2 separate regions of the Arabidopsis thaliana genome follow, and region 2 is linked to region 1. The links are chromatin contacts, called in public capture Hi-C maps. All regions are on one chromosome and are shown on one strand. Each heading gives the region's core, a stretch centred on a gene start, on an enhancer-like site or on the middle of the called end of the contact. The rest is flanking DNA. Distances are from core to core; before and after follow the strand shown.

Region 1 (5,872 bases), core at 3,004-5,503:
TAACCAAAACTGTTAACAAATGTGCATCTATCCACCACTTCGTGCAATGCCGCCCAGTTTGGAAATTCTTTACGCAAACTTAAACCTATACTGTCTTCCCATTCCTTTTTAAACTGACTATGTTCTACAACAGGTTGCACCTCAACATATTCATCATCCCTATCAGATATATCCATACCTTCATCCACACGTTCATCACGAGATACATTTTTAGCCACCTAAATATCAACGACATCCACTATCTGATTTTATCCTCATCTGAATGCAGTTCCGCATAATTCTTACTAACAAAACTTTTGTCCTCTCTAGATAAAGGCTCGGGCAATTTAGACTTAGATATGACCTCCCCAATCAAAACACTTCTACGGTTATTTTCAACGGACGCTACAATAAACTTGAACATCCTTGTCATTACAGATATTCATCTCTTCCTCTGGTCCCAACAACATTGCATTGTAACTCATTTGCAATTTAACCTTACTCTCATCTAATCCAAGCTTCATGTATATCCTAGCTTCTAATATGGAGAGAGTAATCCTCTCCTTTGATGTCTTCATCATCAAACTATAGATGCGACATTCGTATTTGAAATATATGATCACGTTCTCTTTCATTGTATCCTACCAAACAAAAAACAAAACAACTATGTCAGTATTACTAGTTTTACTAATTCTACTACAGTTTATAGTTATACTAGTAGATCTAAAAGTAGTACTTATATCAGTAATACTAGTAACACTAGTCATACTACTACTATCCTGCCAAGACCAATGACTTCAATTGTAACTAGTTCTACTTTCGCGATAAGAACATAATTTTGATTCGGGTCCAAATCTACAATTCAAGACGAATCAATATGTGAAATCCATTTGTTACTCATTAGCAGAACAAATCGATTCTAAAGCTATGCTTAAACTTTCAATGTGGGTACTAAAACAAAAAACACAAATCTAATTGGATTTAATCTCAATTGAATCACTAAAATTTGTCAATCCAAAAAGAGCGAATTTGAAGCTCTATGCAGCTAGAGAAATATACCTAAACTTTCAAGGTCGACGCAGCTTGGCGAAGGGAACGAAACGACAACAATGCAGCTCAACGTAGGAGATGTCATCAATGGAGCTCGAGTTCGAACATGGCGTCTTTTTTTTTCTGGGTTTGAATTCTTTTTTTTTTTTTTTTTTTTCAATAAACTATTTTCATATTTTCAAATAAACAAAAGATAAATTTGTCACTGCATATTTCATTTATAGAGAGGAGGGATACATAGACTCTAAAAAGATTTAAAAGATTTTGTGTTGTCAAAAAGGGACTTAAGAGATCATTTCTCCCTATTCAAAGACTTTTGTCACAAAATAAAGTTTCAGGAGGCCGTGTCACTCTTTGATTCAATGGCCTACATGGGATTCAAACCTAAGATTGTCATATGCAACATTGTGACTAATGGTGTTTGCAAAAACAGAGATCTGGATAACACTAGATTGCTTTTTCATTTTTTTATAAATGATTTTATTTTGCTTTTCGTTATTAAAACTATCTAAATTTAAAGACGTTTAATATAAATGGTTTAGTAACTGTTTAAATAGTCTTTTTATTGGGTTTAGTTCAAAAACCGATTAAACCAAGTTTATGGAGAAATAAGTTCCGAACTATCGATTTGGGGAGATATAAGTTGGGAAATTTAGTTTCCGGGAGGGGGGGGGGAGGGATAATGGCCTATTTGGTACGTTGTAATACTTTTTGTGGAGAAATATACTATGTTGTTTTTCTATTTCTTCACTAAAGTTTTTACTTTTTTATTCTCTGGATTTTTTTTCTGTTTTTATTTCCTTCACGTTGTCCCCATGAAAAAAACAATTATTTTTTCCACACAAATTAATTTTGAGTGAAGTTTCTAGCTACTCTCAACAGCATTTCTCTTGATATTTGATAGTTCTACTCTTTTTTTTATCTTGATCAAGAATTGGAAGAAAAATGCTCAGTGGTAATGGTTCGATCCATATCGAACAATAATATGATTAATAAAATTACAATTTCTTTTTAAATCAAATGAGCTTTTTCTAAAATTCTATATTTTATTCCAAAATCAAATAATTTTTTTTCCAGGAATTGATTAATTGCTTAACCCATACAAGAGCAAATTGAGGAGAAAGATGAGAAGATGATGAAGAGAAAAGATAGTTGAGCAATGGAGGAAGAAGAAGTTGTTCTATGAAGAAGAAGAGGAAGTGTTGTGAAGAAGAAGAATTATGACTTTAGTCACAATTGGATTAAGAGGCTATTGGGGTAGAAGATAAGTAAAGCCCAAATAGAAGTTGGTTTGTTTTGTTTAATAGAAAGTTGAAGCACCAGTGATGTAGATTGGAGAGAAGAAGCGTCTAATGTATTGAGCTTATATTTTTCTAATTTGTTTTTTTTGGCCCATCTCTAACTTAACCTCCCTTTATATAATAAACGTAAAAGTTAAATTAAAACCTAATAAAAAACGAGATAAAAGGTATTGTTATCGTAATTATGATTTTTTTTTCCAAAATAAAAAACTAGAAGAAATAGTAATTAATGTGTATCTACATATATATTTTTGCAGCCATTTTGTGAAATAAATCCTATAGTTGGAACTTATTTACAATAGGTGCCACTGGATTTTAATGTTTGTTTTTGATAATTAGAAAAAAATCTTCAAATTAAATATTTGACATTTAACAATCTTCCCTAAATCTCTCCACATTAACTACACGATTAGTTACTAAAATAAAACTTCCAAAATATTTAATATCATTTAATTACTACAAAATAAATGGTTTTTTTACGGGACGGATTGGTGGGACGGGTTTGACAGGACGTTACTTAATAACAATTGTAAACTATAAAATAAAAATATTTTATAGATAGATACAATTTGCAAACTTTATGTATACTAACTTTAGAAAATAAATTGTTTCCGCGGTGTACCGCGGGTTAAAATCTAGTTTTGTAATACAACCGTAGTTTGTTGTTTCCAAAATGTTGTTCGCATTGTGTATAATGATAGCTTATTGTCTAATTGTTGTGATCTGCTTCTTTTTTCATGTTTTTATTTTTACTTTTGAGTTATACATATAGATTAACATATATGTCAATGTTTTTTAACCCGACTCGCACGATGAACCGGACTACTTTCGTGATCACCGGTTCATTGAGTCAATCCAGTTCGATGACGGGTCAATTTCTTAAAGTTTTTTTTAATGTTACAGAGATTATATAGTTTTTATATATAAAAGATATATCATATTTAACAAAGTAATATATTTAACAATAATAATAAAGTGATTAATTTTTTAAGTCCAACTAAAGTATAAAGCCGTAACAAATATGAAAATAGTGGAGATCACCGATGACATAAATAAACTAATAAAACATCGCGGATTTAAAACAACGAATCTCGATTTTCTCTCTCATCATTTCATTCACTCTTAAGGCGGGATTGTGAAGTCTTCATCAATTTAAAACATCAAATGAGTATATGAACTAGAAAAAGTTATAAAAATAATATAATATAGTCTAAAATCTTTTATTTTAGACTTTTTTTCCGAGATATCCTATGTATTTTTTTTTTTCTTCATTAAAGTTTCTAATTTTCTATCCTCTTGGTTTTTGTTCTGTTTTCATTTTCTTCCCGTTGTCTCCATGAATTTTTTTTTACTTTTTCCTCATAAATTAATTTTAAGCTGTGTTCTAAAAAGCGGTTTAGGCGGCACTACGCTCTTAAGTGACTCGTAGACAACCGCTTTGACCGCCTAAATTTGCATAAGTTCCGGTTTACTGTATTGTTTTTTATTTTTAACTATATAAAACTTTCTTATAAGTCTTAACTCAATATATATTCTTTGATATGAATTTAACTAATTTTTGTTTATGATTTAACATTTTAATTTTTCTAATAGATAGTTATATATAATTTATTATCTATAATATTATATTCAATATGTATTATATTATAAACTTTTAAACTGTATAAAATCGTCTAAACTCCTATTAAGCATTGTAGGCGTTAGGCGCTATGTTACCGCCTGCCTAGCGTTTTCTTCGACACTGATTTTAAGTAACATTTCGAGCTAGTCTCATTAACGCCTCTATTTATATTTGATAATTTTACTAATTCATTTTTTTATCTTGATTTGAAAGAAAAATGTTCAGTGGTAATATGATTAGTAAAATTATAAAAAAATTTCTTTCTTTTATTAAATACAAAAGTTCTTAAAACGTGCAGACTTGAAGATCTCCACAAACCTCCAAAAGTCTATTCAAATGGCAGAGACAGTTGAATCCATCATCATCATCATCATCGTCTTCTCCAAATGATCTTTCAATCTCATTCTCATCATCTTCTTCTCTATCAATCCTCATCTTCCTCCTCCTTCTTCTTCCTCCCAAAGCTCATCACCAAACCTCCTCTCTCCCTCTCATTTACCTCTCTTTCCTCAATGCTCCCTTCTCTCTCTCTCTCCACCGCCAACCGCCACCTCTCCGTCACCGACACCATCCCTCTTCCCAACTCCAACTCCAACGCCACCCCTCCTCTCCGTATCGCCATCATCGGATTCGGAAACTACGGCCAATTCCTTGCCGAAACCCTAATTTCTCAAGGCCACATTCTCTTCGCTCACTCCCGATCCGATCACTCCTCCGCCGCTCGCCGTCTCGGTGTCTCATACTTCACCGATCTTCACGATCTCTGCGAACGTCATCCTGACGTAGTCCTTCTCTGTACTTCAATCCTCTCCATAGAGAATATTCTCAAAACGTTGCCGTTTCAGAGACTCCGTCGCAACACTCTCTTCGTTGATGTTCTCTCCGTTAAAGAGTTTGCTAAAACTCTTCTCCTTCAATACTTACCTGAAGATTTCGATATTCTTTGTACACATCCAATGTTTGGTCCTCAGAGTGTGAGTTCAAATCATGGCTGGAGAGGATTAAGATTTGTGTATGATAAAGTTAGGATTGGGGAAGAGAGATTGAGAGTCTCAAGGTGTGAGAGTTTTCTTGAGATTTTTGTTAGAGAAGGATGTGAGATGGTGGAGATGAGTGTTACTGATCATGATAAGTTTGCTGCTGAATCACAGTTTATAACTCATACTCTTGGTAGGCTTTTGGGGATGTTGAAGTTGATATCGACGCCGATTAATACGAAAGGGTACGAGGCGTTGCTTGATTTAGCTGAGAATATTTGTGGGGATAGTTTTGATTTGTATTATGGGTTGTTTGTGTATAATAACAACTCTTTGGAGGTGTTAGAGAGGATTGATTTGGCTTTCGAGGCTTTGCGTAAGGAGCTTTTTAGTCGGCTTCACGGTGTTGTGAGGAAGCAGTCTTTTGAAGGTGAAGCAAAGAAAGTTCATGTTTTTCCAAATTGTGGTGAAAATGATGCTTCTTTGGATATGATGAGGTATGTAGTTAGTTAGTTAGTTACATTGTGTGGTTTGATGCATTTTGGATTTGGTTTCTTATTGTAAATAGTTATCGATTTGTGATCTTGCAGGTCAGAAGATGTTGTTGTGAAGTATGAATATAACTCCCAGGTGTCTGGTAGTGTTAATGACGGTTCGAGGCTCAAGATTGGTATCGTCGGGTTTGGAAATTTTGGACAGTTTCTAGGTAAAACCATGGTCAAGCAGGGTCACACTGTGTTAGCTTATTCCAGAAGTGACTACACTGATGAAGCAGCAAAGCTCGGTGTTTCGTATTTTTCAGATCTTGATGATCTATTTGAAGAGCATCCTGAAGTTATTATTCTCTGTACGTCAATCCTTTCGACTGAAAAAGTTCTCGAGTCACTACCGTTTCAGAGACTGAAGAGAAGCACACTTTTTGTGGATGTACTCTCAGTAAAAGA
Region 2 (6,254 bases), core at 1,661-4,160, 190 kb after region 1:
ATGTTTCTGTTCGTCTTTGGAGGACAATTGGTTGTGGCGAACACCGTGGATGGATGTCTGTCGCATGGAAAGCTGCTTGCTTTTTCCCGGGTATTGCGTTTCTGATCCTTACAACGCTGAACTTCCTTCTATGGGGTAGCCATAGCACTGGAGCCATTCCTTTCTCTCTATTTGTCATCCTCCTCCTCCTGTGGTTTTGCATCTCGGTTCCTCTAACTCTTATCGGTGGTTACTTTGGAGCCAAGGCTCCTCACATTGAATTCCCAGTTCGAACAAACCAAATTCCCCGGGAAATCCCCGCTCAGAAATACCCATCCTGGCTTCTGGTTCTTGGCGCTGGAACACTTCCATTCGGTACCCTCTTCATCGAGCTTTTCTTTATCATGTCCAGCATCTGGATGGGCCGTGTCTACTACGTCTTTGGATTCCTTTTTGTAGTCTTGATCCTTCTTGTCGTAGTGTGTGCCGAGGTTTCCCTAGTGCTAACATACATGCACCTGTGCGTTGAAGACTATAAGTGGTGGTGGAAATCCTTCTTTGCATCTGGATCCGTTGCAATCTACATCTTCATATACTCCATAAACTATCTCGTCTTCGACCTCAAAAGCTTGAGTGGACCCGTTTCAGCGACTCTTTATCTCGGCTACTCTCTCTTTATGGTCCTGGCTATCATGCTCGCAACAGGTACCGTTGGTTTCCTCTCTTCCTTCTGGTTCGTACACTACTTGTTTTCTTCGGTGAAACTTGACTAAGGAATCAGACCAGAGGCTTATTGGCTTAAAGAGATTGTATAACTTTTTGGAGAGAACTGAGATATCGTTTAAGCAAAGGCATCAATCAAATCATTCAATTGCTCCAACAAGGAAGTGTAAGGGTTCATTGTGTCATATTGGAAGCTTCAAATTTTCCTTTTCATCGTGTAAGAAAATTTGTTTCCTCTTTCTTGTTTTTCTCATCTTGTTGCATCTTTTATGGTAATGCCTCTGAACTTGAAAATGTTTATTTTTTTCCTTAATGTTTAAGATTAATTTTGGTTCTGTTCGGTTTTGATTACTATAGAATACACACTCTACCATGTTGGTGACCGTTGCCTTTTCATCTCTTGTTTTCTAGAACTAGAATTGACATTTTGGTAGAGATGTTGTGGTGGGTAAAAAAGCTCAGCCCGACCTGAATCCAAAATAAACCCGTCCACCAAAAACCCAACTTTAGAAAACCCAGATGGGTTTTTGATATAGTGGGTAAAGCTCCAAAAAACCTGATTGTTACGAGACTACCCGTGGGTATCCAACTTAGTTTTTATCATTTTTTTAGAGTTTATGTTTAACTGTTAATATACTATTATATGTATGTTATATCTATATTTTGCTTATAAATATATTTTAAATTATATTTATTTTCTGTATTACATATAAATTTGATGGGAAAAAGGTTGAATTGCGTCTTTGGCGGGAAAATGTTAAATTGCGTTTTTTGGCGGAAAAATGTTAAATTGCGTTTTTGGCGGAAAAATGTTGAATATCATTTTTGGCGGAAAAATGTTAAATTGCGTTTTTGACCGGAAAATGTGAAATCTTTTTGGCGGGAAAATGTTGAATGTCGTTTTGGCGGGAAAATGTTAAATTGAGTTTTTGGCGGGAAAATGTTGAATTGCGTTTTGGCGGGAAAATGTTGAATTGCGTTTTGGCGGGAAAATTTTGAATGTCGTTTTTGGCGCGAAAATGTTGAATTGCGTTTTGGCGGGAAAATGTTGATTGTCGTTTTTGGCGAGAAAATGTTGAATGTCTTTTTTGTCGGGAAAATGTTGAATGTCTTTTTTAGCGTTAAACTGTTAAATCGCGGTTTTGGGGAAAAAATGTGAAAAAAAAATTGACAACAAAATGTTGATTCACTTGAAAAATGACTTAAAAAAAATCCGTGGGTACCTATAATCCAATGAGGTAAACCCATATGGGTTTTATTTATTTGGGTACCCAGCCCATTTTAAACCTGTGTTTTTTTTCCAGAAAAAGTAGATGTATGGGCTTAAAATTTTATGTGGGTTTTGGGTACCCAGTGAGTTTTAACCCATCATTAACATCTCTACATTTTGGTAACAAATTGAATCACCAGTCTATAGAATTGTTGAGTTTGTGATACATTTTTGTTATGAATTTGAGTAAAGAAGTAAACAAACGCGAAATAGTAGGGAAAATGGAAAATGGAATTTTCATACCCTTACAATCCGCCAAATGTGTTTTTAGACTTAGGCGCTAAATGTTTTGTAGCTTTTTATTGGTTTTTAGTTTTTGATTTTTTTACTTTTTATTTTGTTGTAGATTTTATTTTTTGCAAAATCATGAATGAAAATTTGTTTAATTTTTAGCTTTTACGTAAATTGTTAAAAAAAATCCACAAATTTGGGTTTTAGATTCTATGAAGAAATAGCTAAAAACTTCTAAAATCTGGTTTTCTATTTCTTAGGAAATCTACATTTTGTAAAATCATGAATGAGTAATTATTTGGTTTTTCAAAATCTAAAAACTATTCCAAAAATTGCAGTCATTCAAGGCCTTATCCAAAAATATACGGTTAATTTTAACTAAACTCCAACAAAATTTGAATTTCATACCTAAACTTTATTTAGTATCTAATTCGATATCGTAATTAACCGTTACAGTTGCGAATCAACTGACATATGTTTAATAGTATGGCTTAAAACGACATCGTGTTGCTTGTTTAAGTTAACGTTTGAATTTTTCTACAAAAATCGGGTCTCGACAAATCGATATATTTCGTAAACGAGTGAAACGTTGTGGGTTTAAGATCCGATTTTTGCAGAATAATTCAAACTTTAAAACGGTTTTTTGGCCAAAACAAAAAATATGAAACTAATAATAAAAAATGAAATCTAGCCTCTAGGCCACAAATATACATTTGTCCATCTTTTGCATAATGGATAAGAGTACGACAAAACATTGTGGATATTTATTTTCTCCCAAAAGCATTCTTCTTTTAATTTAGTCCATTTTATAGTTTTTTGTGGTGGCCGTTATTTAAAATCCAGTCCAGAAAGAAACAATGTTGCATTGATTGATCCAAGGAAGGAGCAAAGTAGAGGATTTAACAATGGCGTCTCTTTCTCTCAGTTCTGCTCATTTCTCTTCAACTTCTTCTTCATCTCGCTCCTCTATATCCACTTCATCGCTTTCTCCGTCGTCAACTTCTCTCCCTCTCTTACAATCACCGATCCGCCGCCGTTACCGCTCCCTCCGCCGCCGTCTCTCCTTCTCCGTCATTCCCCGTCGGACTTCTCGCTCCTTCTCCACTTCCAATTCTCAGGTACTTCTTCTTACTTACCTTGTTCTCTTCAAATTACTGATCCAATCCGTTTCCTCAAATGTGCTTAATTTTACACAATTCATGACCAATTCGGAATCTGTAGATGGAGAATTACTGTAATGTGTTTTGTATCCGTTTGTGAATTGTGATTGTATAGATTAGGTGTTCGATAAATGAGCCGTTGAAGGTGATGATTTCGGGTGCACCGGCTTCAGGAAAAGGCACTCAATGTGAGCTCATTGTTCACAAGGTAATATTTTCCACTCTTCTCTATCGGTTTCTTGTTTTGAGCTCATTGTTCACAAGGTAATTTTTTTATACTCTTTCATGATCTCTTTTCTGGTTGTCTTATGGGTTCTGACTCATGGTAGATTCTCTCTTGAGTGCGGTGAAGAATGGATATGCATTTAAAATTATCTAGTATACTGAACAATGCATATAAAACGTTTGCTGTGACTCATAAAATCTTATTTGCCATCCAAAGGTTGCTGAATTTTCCTTGATCTTTGGACTGTTCATTAAATTATTGCAATAATCACAGTTTCTAGTACGTTTGATGTAAGGAAGACTATCTATGTTGCCATTGTTTGTATGTCTTGATTTATATCAAGTTTCTCTTTCTTGGTCATGCAGTTTGGTTTGGTGCACATATCAACAGGGGATCTATTGAGAGCAGAGGTGTCATCTGGGACAGATATTGGAAAGAGAGCAAAAGAGTTCATGAACTCGGGTAGTTTGGTTCCTGATGAGATTGTTATAGCGGTACTGATTTTACTTACCTGTTTCATGCATTATTTTATAATATTACTCTGATATCTACTACCTTTCTAGATGGTGGCTGGAAGATTATCACGTGAAGATGCTAAAGAGCATGGATGGCTTCTTGATGGATTTCCACGGAGTTTTGCCCAGGCACAAAGTCTGGACAAACTGAACGTGAAACCTGACATTTTTATCTTACTAGATGTACGTGCAAATTACTCTTATTGCGTTTGTTATCCATTTCAGCAATAGGTGTTGAAACCAATTTTCACTATCAGTGGCTATGTTTCTTTGCTTATATGTCATTCTTAATGACAGGTTCCTGATGAAATTCTGATCGATAGATGTGTTGGTCGAAGGTTGGATCCAGTGACTGGAAAAATTTATCATATCAAAAATTACCCTCCTGAATCAGATGAAATTAAAGCAAGACTGGTTACACGCCCGGATGATACAGAGGAGAAGGTGACCTTTTGGACCTATTATTTGCTTTTGAATTTTTTAACTACCGTCAATTGTAATCTCACAAGTTTACTTCGTTGAAGGTAAAAGCACGGCTGCAAATATACAAACAAAATTCTGAAGCGATTATTTCAGCATACTCAGATGTTATGGTCAAGGTACTAGGCAATTTTTTTTTGGTTTCCCTTAACCTTTGGTTCTTAAAGTATTGCAATGCCATCTTTGATATTTGTGGTTTGGTATCATCTCATTCGAACACAGATTGATGCAAACAGGCCAAAAGAAGTGGTTTTCGAGGAGACCCAGACTCTACTGTCTCAGATACAGTTAAAGAGAATGATAAAGACTGGCAAGTAGTCACACATTTATATATATATGTATATTTTCATGGTGCCGTTCTTGATAGCAGGGTCAGTGTTTTCCAGTTCAAGATGAGTTTCCCCAATCTTTGTAATCTTAACTTTTATCTTGTTCTATTCTAGGTTATTTAGAAAATACCTTGTTCAGTAATTTGTCTCTTTGCTTCCATAGGAAATACCATCTTTTGGTTGTTATTAGAATTTTGATTCTGGTATTCTAAACAATAATCTTGGTTAAACTTTATGGACACATGTAACATAGAAAGGGAGATTCAGGAACTCCCCTAGTGTGTTTGAAGATTTTATTGTCAATCATTATGTTTTAGGACTAAATTTTTCCTTTTACTTCTTGTTTAACTTTGATTTGATGACCACTGTATGCATGCGACGCTAATTCTGAAACAGGTCCTTGCAGATAAAGCATCTCCTGTTCAGGTCCTTGAATAATACTTTTCTTTGAAGCTATCAAGTAGCTGGAAGTAAATTGGGAGATATTCTTATCTTTGTCATGTAACATTTCTTTCAGGATAAATGGAGAGGAATACCGACGAGATTGAATAACATTCCACATTCGAGGGATATCAGGGCTTATTTTTATGAAGATGTGCTGCAAGCCACAATTAGATCTATCAAGGATGGTAACACCCGTCTTCGGGTGAGGCTAATCCACACAATCTATTTGCAATGTCGCATGTTATGTCATCTTTATTTTGCAATTCCTAAAGCAGCTGCTTGACGGGACTGATACTGTTACAAATGAATAGGTGGACATTAATATCCCTGAGCTAAATCCGGAAATGGTCAGTTATTCATTTCACTAACTGTTTTATACGATTTCTAAAGCTTCATAAGTTGTACCAAAAAGCAAGCTATTGTGATAAATAGGATGTTTACCGGATAGGAACCTTGATGGAACTTGTTCAAGCTTTAGCTTTATCATTCGCTGACGATGGAAAAAGAGTGAAGGTATACATGGTTTGGAAGACTTAAGTGATGTCACATGAATACAGTTTCACAAATCTTGTTCATTCAGCTTTTTTCCTCTTCCAGGTTTGTGTTCAGGGATCAATGGGGGAAGGTGCACTTGCTGGGATGCCATTGCAGTTGGCAGGCACTCGAAAGATTTTAGAATATATGGACTGGGGTGATGATGAAACTTTGGGAACTTTCGTCAAGCTTGGTGCAATTGGTAAATATCCAAAACCAAATACTTTTCAAAGATGTATTGACAAAACCATGTTTAACACTAGAAATACTCAGATACCTCTTGACTTTGGTGTCTTCTGGCTTTAGTAACTAGAGAATCTCTCAACTTACAAAAACTGCACCATCAACAGAATATTGTTGTGT

What was found. Capture Hi-C pulls out chosen DNA fragments and counts their contacts.
Region 2: a contact with region 1 is called in a capture Hi-C map of seedling, with 2.7 times the contacts expected there. The contact joins the promoter of AT5G35170 here to the promoter of AT5G34930 in region 1. A contact is called at or near these places in 2 of 26 Hi-C or Micro-C datasets (root and seedling) and 1 of 3 other capture datasets (seedling).

What each region holds. Positions count from the first base shown.
Region 1 is chr5:13,229,104-13,234,975 of TAIR10.1, forward strand. AT5G34930 (arogenate dehydrogenase) reads left to right here and starts at 4,254. Exons shown (of 2, transcript NM_001344090.1): 1 at 4,254-5,425; 2 at 5,519-5,872. The coding sequence starts at 4,338. It also overlaps the pseudogene AT5G34925.
Region 2 is chr5:13,416,170-13,422,423 of TAIR10.1, forward strand. It overlaps AT5G35170 (adenylate kinase family protein), which reads left to right and starts at 2,911. Exons shown (of 19, transcript NM_122908.4): 1 at 2,911-3,321; 2 at 3,479-3,571; 3 at 3,955-4,083; 4 at 4,153-4,287; 5 at 4,402-4,548; 6 at 4,629-4,703; 7 at 4,807-4,894; 8 at 5,320-5,339; 9 at 5,431-5,559; 10 at 5,669-5,704; 11 at 5,790-5,870; 12 at 5,955-6,093. The coding sequence starts at 3,109. AT5G35160 (Endomembrane protein 70 protein family) reads left to right here. Exons shown (of 2, transcript NM_001344097.1): 2 at 1-1,276. The coding sequence ends at 752.